Linked DNA regions of Mus musculus: region 1 is linked to region 2. Evidence: chromatin contacts called from public HiChIP or PLAC-seq data. All regions are on one chromosome and are shown on one strand. Each heading gives the region's core, a stretch centred on a gene start, on an enhancer-like site or on the middle of the called end of the contact. The rest is flanking DNA. Distances are from core to core; before and after follow the strand shown. Region 1 overlaps Galnt14 (polypeptide N-acetylgalactosaminyltransferase 14). Region 2 has its middle 17 kb from the start of Capn13.

The links. HiChIP or PLAC-seq counts read pairs in DNA pulled down with a chosen protein or histone mark.
Region 1: a contact with region 2 is called in an H3K27ac HiChIP or PLAC-seq map of large pre-B cells, with 2.2 times the contacts expected there. The contact joins two enhancer-like sites. A contact is called at or near these places in 2 of 39 promoter capture datasets (the C10 cell line and stem cell-derived epiblast-like cells), 1 of 15 datasets of contacts at CTCF or cohesin (large pre-B cells), 1 of 115 datasets of contacts at active chromatin or transcription factors (large pre-B cells) and 2 of 9 other capture datasets (adipose tissue and liver).

The regions. Positions count from the first base shown.
Region 1 is chr17:73,641,602-73,644,961 of GRCm38.p6, forward strand. All of the region lies in intron 1 of Galnt14 (polypeptide N-acetylgalactosaminyltransferase 14), which reads right to left. Among named protein-coding and RNA genes, the nearest start is that of Gm46602, 24 kb to the right of the region's middle. Within about 2 kb of position 1,455, at least 6 of the 459 cell types and tissues checked have an H3K27ac peak or open chromatin away from gene starts, as enhancers often do.
Region 2 is chr17:73,414,418-73,418,212 of GRCm38.p6, forward strand. No RefSeq gene overlaps it. Among named protein-coding and RNA genes, the nearest start is that of Capn13, 17 kb to the left of the region's middle. Within about 2 kb of position 2,179, at least 26 of the 459 cell types and tissues checked have an H3K27ac peak or open chromatin away from gene starts, as enhancers often do.

The sequences.
Region 1 (3,360 bases), core at 205-2,704, 230 kb after region 2:
GCACGGGAGAACTGGCCCTGACACTTGTCTGCCATGTGCTGGTGGTGAAGAGGGAGAGATGCCATCCTCCCCTCTTCATTCCTCGCCATCTAAAACAGTTAGGAGAGCTGGTGCTATCCTTTGCCAGCTGCAACACGCAGGAGAGCGGGCTCTGCACCTAGCGTGGGCAGCAAAGTGGAGCTGGCCTTGGGTGTGGGGACTGTGGGTGAGCCAGCCCTGATGGCATAAGAGCAGGAGAGCTGTCCTAGACTTTGCCTGCTGTAGCACTTTGGAGAGTGGACCCTGCACCTCACTTGGGCAAGAGAGTAGAGCTGGCCCTGACAACTTAGGCATGGGTGAGCCAGCCCCGAGAGCATGAGATTGAGAGAGCTGTCTCTGCCCGTTGCTGGGTAAACGCTGGAGAACCCCTGAACTTTCTGGGTACAGGAGAGATCTGGCAGGCTGACCAGCTCAGATTCCTCCCAGGCCCAAGTTCAAGGTTTTGAGTTGACCCACCCCAGCATCCACCCCATCTATGAACTGCTGTCGTGTGTGAAGGGGTAGGCCCTGCAGATCCAAAGCTGCAGGATCTCCATGATGCAGAGCAACAACAGGATATCCAAGAGGAGTCCCAGGGAGGATCCTGTATTGATGGTGTAGCAGAAGCCCCAGGCCTCAAACCAGGTGAATGAGTCCCTGTAAGAAACATTTACAAGCAAAGAAGTACGGACAAAAGGGCACAGTGTGGGACGCACTGTGACACACTACAGCTTCCACAATAAGATATTTTTTCTTTTGGTGGGGGGAGTTTGCAATGGTGGGGGGAAGGGGATAGGTAGATGCGTGGGATTGGGGAGGGTTTTGTTTGTTTGTTTTGTTTTTAAGAATAAAGTCATTGTGACTCACTCTGTAGTGTGTTTGCCTCCTTTCTTGGAGTCATCCCTATACCTTATAACTTTGTCATCTGCTCCTAGGGACCTACTGTCACTACCCATAGTATACAGTCCCCAAAGACACAAGACTTTCATTTATTCACATGCCAGCATTTATTAAAATCCCTAAAACAAAGTGGTTTCAATAGGTTCTCGAAAATGATTTGAATTTTGTCTGATAATCCTAAGAGATTATTTTTCTTGCATATAAAAAGATTGCAGAAGTCAATTCTGTAGGAGGAGGCTACTACATTTAAAACGAGAATTTCATTCTTTTCTCCTCCCTGATGGGCAAAGAGTCCCTTTGATGAACTGCAAGAGAGGAGTGAAATGGCAAGAGTCTGCCTCATTGGGCATGTCTTGACATCTAGACATCTCATCTGGACTGGTAGATGACAGCAGTCCTCCTAGACCAACAGACTCGAACCTCGGACTCGAACCTCGGTGTTGGTGGAGTGGCTACAGACATCAACTGGGTATAAATCTATCTTAGATTCCTACTGTGTGTGAGGGAAAACATCACACAGGAAAGGATGTCTCTGCCCACACAGCTTTCACTGGCTCCCTGGGGAATCCTGCCACATGCACAAAAACAATGAAGGCAGGGAGATAAGACGATATTATTTCTACAATATTAGCTCTAGAAGCAACTTCCAGGGTCAACTGTTTTGTTGTTTTCTAGAAATCCTTCAGAATTCCTCTAGGACACAGAGGGAAACATAGTACCTACTTAAACTCTGCTTCCCCTAACCAGTGGCACCCCACTTCACTCAGACACAGTCCTAGAAAATGGAAACAAGCTTAAGGGATTCTACTGTGAGAGTTATGAGAAAATCACCATCTATTTTAATTTCTTTCATTTTCCATCTGACTTACAGAGAACCCAACAATGGATTTATACATGTGAAAACAAACAAAACAAGACAAAACAAAACAAAAAAATCAAAGCATGAAGAGCCTAGATTTTTGTTGGTCTGAAACTGGATCTGGCTAGATGTGACCACACCTAGAGATCTTCAACCAGGAAGGCCATCCAACCAGAGCAAACAGAGTTCTCTAACCCAGCACCACAGCCCACAATGCTTCCAAGAAGTGGCTCTGCTTTAAATAAATGCCACGGGGGGGGGGGGGGCGCGAGGGGCCCAGCGGAAGGAGGAATAAGTGTGTTTTTCAAACGTGTAGAGCCAGGTCATCTCCTGGGAATGACTTTTCCTTCATCTTTATCGATCTCCAGAATAAACAGGGTTGAGAAGGAGAGGAGGGAGAGGGTGTCAGCACGCTTGGAGATTTGTCTCTTCCATTGCCTGCAGATGAAGCACTCACACTTTTCAGTCTGGCTGAGCCTCTCCTGAGAAGATAGGAGGCGGGTGAGGAAAAGGCCAGAATTAAGCCCCCACTGGACCATGCTTTCCAGATGAGCCTAGAGGCCCTCGGGCTCCAGCCAGTCTCTGTGGAGCCTGCCCATTGTCATCCACTCCTTTAGTATTCTAACCAAGCCCAGGGGGTGATGACTTAGTAGGCAGCTAAGCTTGCTGAACAAGGATAAGGTTCTAAGCTTCATCCATGTGAAAAGCCAGGCATGGTCTGCACACCTGTGACTCTAGCACTATGGGGGTGGGGGAGGCAGAGTCAGCAGAGAGGCTATACAGTGATGGGAGGATCCTTGGGGCTTGCTGGACAGCTACCCTAGTCAAAAAAATAAAAGGTTAAAAACATCAGCTTCATGTTCATCAAGAGACCCTGTGTCAAGGGGATATGATGAGGATCAATACAGGAAAATGTCCTCCCCTGGCCTCTGGATGGCACACATAGCCATATACACATGTGCATAGAAAAAGAAATAGCATTAATGGGGGTCTAATGCCTTAAGACCCCAGAGCCTTGAAAGTAGAGTTGTTTAGTGCATGTGCACAGACAAAGAAATAGCATTCCAACGATATCCAATGCCTTAAAGACCCCAGAGTCTTGAAAGTAGAGGTATCTGGTGTTTTATAGGCACTCCTAAACTCCCTCTTCTTCTCTCCACCTTCCAGTGAGTTAAGATGACAGTGAGATAAAATCCGGATGTAGGCTGATCTAAACTGGTTTTCCCTGTATCACAGCTATGGGACTCTATGAGAGTCAGTGGGCTCTACTTTCTGCATCAAGAAATTGGGAAGAATGTTTTTCAGAGGATCAGTTAAGAACCAGGACAAGTTCAATGCAGTAGGTAGACCTCACAGTTCCACTGGCCAAGGTGGTACATGCCTTAAATCCCAGCAAAGGTGAAGGCAGGCAGCGCTTTATGAGTTCAAAGCCACCCAAGGCTACATGGTGAAACTGTAAGAAAAGAAAGAAAGAAAGAAAGAGAGAGAGAGAGAGAGAGAGAGAGAGAGGGAGGGAGGGAGGGAGGGAGGGAGGGAGGGAGGGAGGGAGGGAGGGAGGGAGAGAGAGAGAAAGAGAGAGAGAG
Region 2 (3,795 bases), core at 929-3,428:
GCCTGTAAGTTCTTTTTATTAGTGGGAAATGCTGTCAAAAGTTACTTTCTGGCCAGGTCAAACCTTACCCGAGACTTCTGGCCTAGGTTTACATTCTCTTTCTTTAGTGTGCATGTCACATCAGTACAAGCTGTAGCCCACAAAGCAGTGAGGGACCCTGGAGTAGAAACTGCCTTTCCACAGACATCTCTCTTTCCAGGAAAATATCCTGAAATTCTAATCTGTTGATATATTGCCAAGCATAGCGATTTAGCTGGCAAAATGCCTTATCGTAAATGTGGGTGGAAATTAACTTTGATGATTGTAAAGCAATGTGAACTCAGAGGTGTTTTCCTATGGAGAGGCATGGTGAGTTTTCCACCCTAACGAATGGAAAGTTAGGGTGAAACCCTTAAAGTCTGCTCCTAAGCCCAGATGGATGGCTCTGGGATGGAAAATGGCAGATGGCATGGATTAATCATTTGAAGATTTTTTTCATCTTTTCTCAGTCATTGGAGTTGTTTCTTCAAATTTTAGTTGGAAGCACAAATTAATTTTTTTAAATGAGTTGCTCCAGCTTAAAAATGGGCAAGTGACTCAAATGTTTCCCCCAAAATAGGTAGAGAAGTGGCCAATCAACACAGGATAAGATCATTACCATCCAAAGGCATCAGAGAAATGGGAACCCAAAGCATGGTGAAATACCACCTCTCAGATAACTGGTACCCACAAACAACAGCAGACAGAAAATAGTGTTGTCAATGATTTGGAGAAATTAGAACCTTGTGCTGGGCTGGACCACATGACTGATATGGCGAGTGTCTCAGTAGAGCAAAGCGAGAAACACTGTATAACTTTGAAATTCCCCTTCTGGGTGGGTACACAAAAGCTGGCGAGAGCAGTAGCTCAAGGAGATATTTGAGTAGCTATTGGTAACCATAGTAGGATTTACAACACTCAACCATGAAAATAACCCTGTATCCATTGATGGCTAAAATGTGGCTTATATGCACAATGAAATATTTTCATCTTCAAAAGGTGGGAACCCTGACATGTGCTACTGCATGGATGAATCTTGGAGATGCTATGTTAAGTGGATAAGCCAGCCACAAAAAGGACAAACACTGTAGGACTCTACAAAGATAGATACCTACAGAAGTTACATTGATGTTATGTGTGTCTGTATGACCACAATAATAGGCATATATGTTACATGTATATAACTTACTAAGAGATTCTCTGGATTTATTTTTGTGTTTACTTATTTTGTATGCATATGTGTGGAGCATATGCACATAGGATGTATGTATTCTGTAGTTTTTATGTAGAGGCCGGAAGACAACCGGCAGGAGTTGTTCTCTTCTTCCACCATGTGGATCCTAAGGACCCAACTCAGCAAGTGTCCACTGAACCATTTCTCTGAACCCCGTGCTTGGATATTTAAATAAATCTGTTTTCTGTATTAGGGCTTCCAATAAAGGTTTTGGTACACACTTCTCCTAGACACATAGTGTTTTACTTATGTACCTCATAGGAATCTGAAAGAAGTCAGGGCTATGGCCAACAGATGTCACACATTGGCCTTGGATAGCCAAGATCCCCAGCAGAGCTGTCACGCCTGCCTGAGATGTGTCATTAAAACAGGTGAGCAGTTCCTGTACCCTACTGTGCCCTCTCTCCTTTGCCAGCTAGTAAATGGAATGTTCTGTTTTTCTATGTTATAAAACAACATAAACAGTCATAATGAAATACAACCTCCTTCTCAGGAATTCACTATCTGTAGGCTGGAGGGATTGCTCAGCGGTTAAGAACACTTGCTGTTCTTTCAGAAGATGTGAGTTTGTTTCCCACCCTCCACATAGCAGCTAACATCCATTTATAACACTAGTTCAAGGGGGGGTCTGATGTGGGTGCTACATGTATGTAGTGCACAGACATGCATGTGGCAAAACATTCATACACAGAACATAAAAATAATCCTTAAAAAAATTCATTGCTGAATGTGACTCTGAAGCAGTGCCTCTCAACTTCCCTAGCGATGTGAGCCCCCAAACATAAAGTATTTCTGTTGCTACTTCATAACTGTCGCTTTGCTATTGTTATGAATTGTAATGTAAATATCTATGTTTCCCAATGGTCTTAGGCAACCCCTGTGAAAGGGTTGTTTGACCCCGAAAGGGGAAGTGGCCCACAGGTTGAGAGCCACCACTCTGAAGTGTATCAGAAAACTCATCCAAGAATTAACCCCAATCTCAAATGCAAGAGCATCATGTTACTGTGAGCCACTAACAGGTTTAGGGGAAATAGTTGCTTCTTGAGTCTCTCAGCACTGAGGTAAATGTGCCCAGCTCGGATCACCAGGTCGATTGCAGCTGGGCCTACAAACAGATTGATCTTCCCCACCCCCACCCCCACCCCCAGGGCCTGGCACTGTTTAAAAGCTCTTTCCTCCATTGGTTCTTGAGAGAAAATTGGGTCTGAACTACTGAAAGGAGGAGGGCATTGTTGCTTAGTGTCAAATTTTTATGAGAAAACAAAGATTCTAGAAAGTTTCATATTGCCATTTTTTAAAAGAGGAATTAGTCTAAGTAAATGACCCAAAGTTTCCTGTCATCTATTTTAAGGAGACAATTTAATGTTATTTGCGAAGACTCAGTAAGGTTTTGTCAGTCTGAATCTTGGACGCAGTTTGCAAACCGGTCCGTTATGTGACAATGGAGATGTAATGTCCTGATTTCCCCGCGGACGATGTTCCATTTCTGAAATTTCTTTTTAAACTGTGTGTTTTTTTTTAATTCAGTAGAGGTTTAAGAAGAAAAATATGCAGATAATAAGATCTAACCTTGGTTAGCATGCAGGGATAAATCCTTTTTAAATGGCCTATTAGCTTCTTTTGTGAGGATGCAGGGTGTTGGGGGTAGGGGGCATCCACATGTAAAGTCCATTAAGTGGGGTGAATGACCCATGAGAACTTGGTTTTGGAGAGAATTGATTTAAAGTGGTGCATTTAGGAATGAGTCTCAGTATATTTGTGGGATTTCTCCTAAAATTGGTTTCTGTTTATTATCTGTCTTTTCTCTTTTGGAAGATGTATTTACATGCTAACAGGGTTGAAAGTGTTGAAATGAGTCACATCAAATGAGTGAGTTTCCAGGAGGAGGGGTGTGTTGATGCCAGAAAAAGAACCTCATAATTCCCCAGGGAGGAAATGGGGGAGGGGAACCTCAGAAAGTGTGAAAGCACATGGATAATGGACAGGAAACTAGTTCTCCCACTTCATTGCCAGGAGGTGGGTAAATTATGAAATGCACCCTCAGGGGATTAGCGTAAGGCCATTGCATTTAATTTTACTAAGAGTAAACGATGACAAGTGCTTATAAAGCTTCCTCACCATCAGGCAATTATGCGAAGTTTTATGATAATCATGTGAAAAGAAGAAGGAGGAGGAGGAGGAGGAGGAAGAGGAGGAGGAGGAGGGCTCACAATACAAAGCCTGTAACTTACATTAGAGATCAAGATGATAGGTTATTTTCTCTTTGTTTGCTTGTAAATTTTCATCATATATTTCTTCAAGATGACAATCACTATTTTCTTTTCTATTTTTTCATTAACTAATTTATTTATTCATTTTACATTCCGATCACTGCACCCCCTGGTCCCGGTCCCTGACCCCCCCCCCCCCCGCCCTTACACAATCCCTATCCATTTCTTTCTATCCTTCTTCTCTGAAAGGGTGGAGCCCACTCCCAACCCCACCCCCTCACCCTTGCACATCAAGTCCCTGCAAGGCTAGGTACATCCTCTCCCACTGAGGCC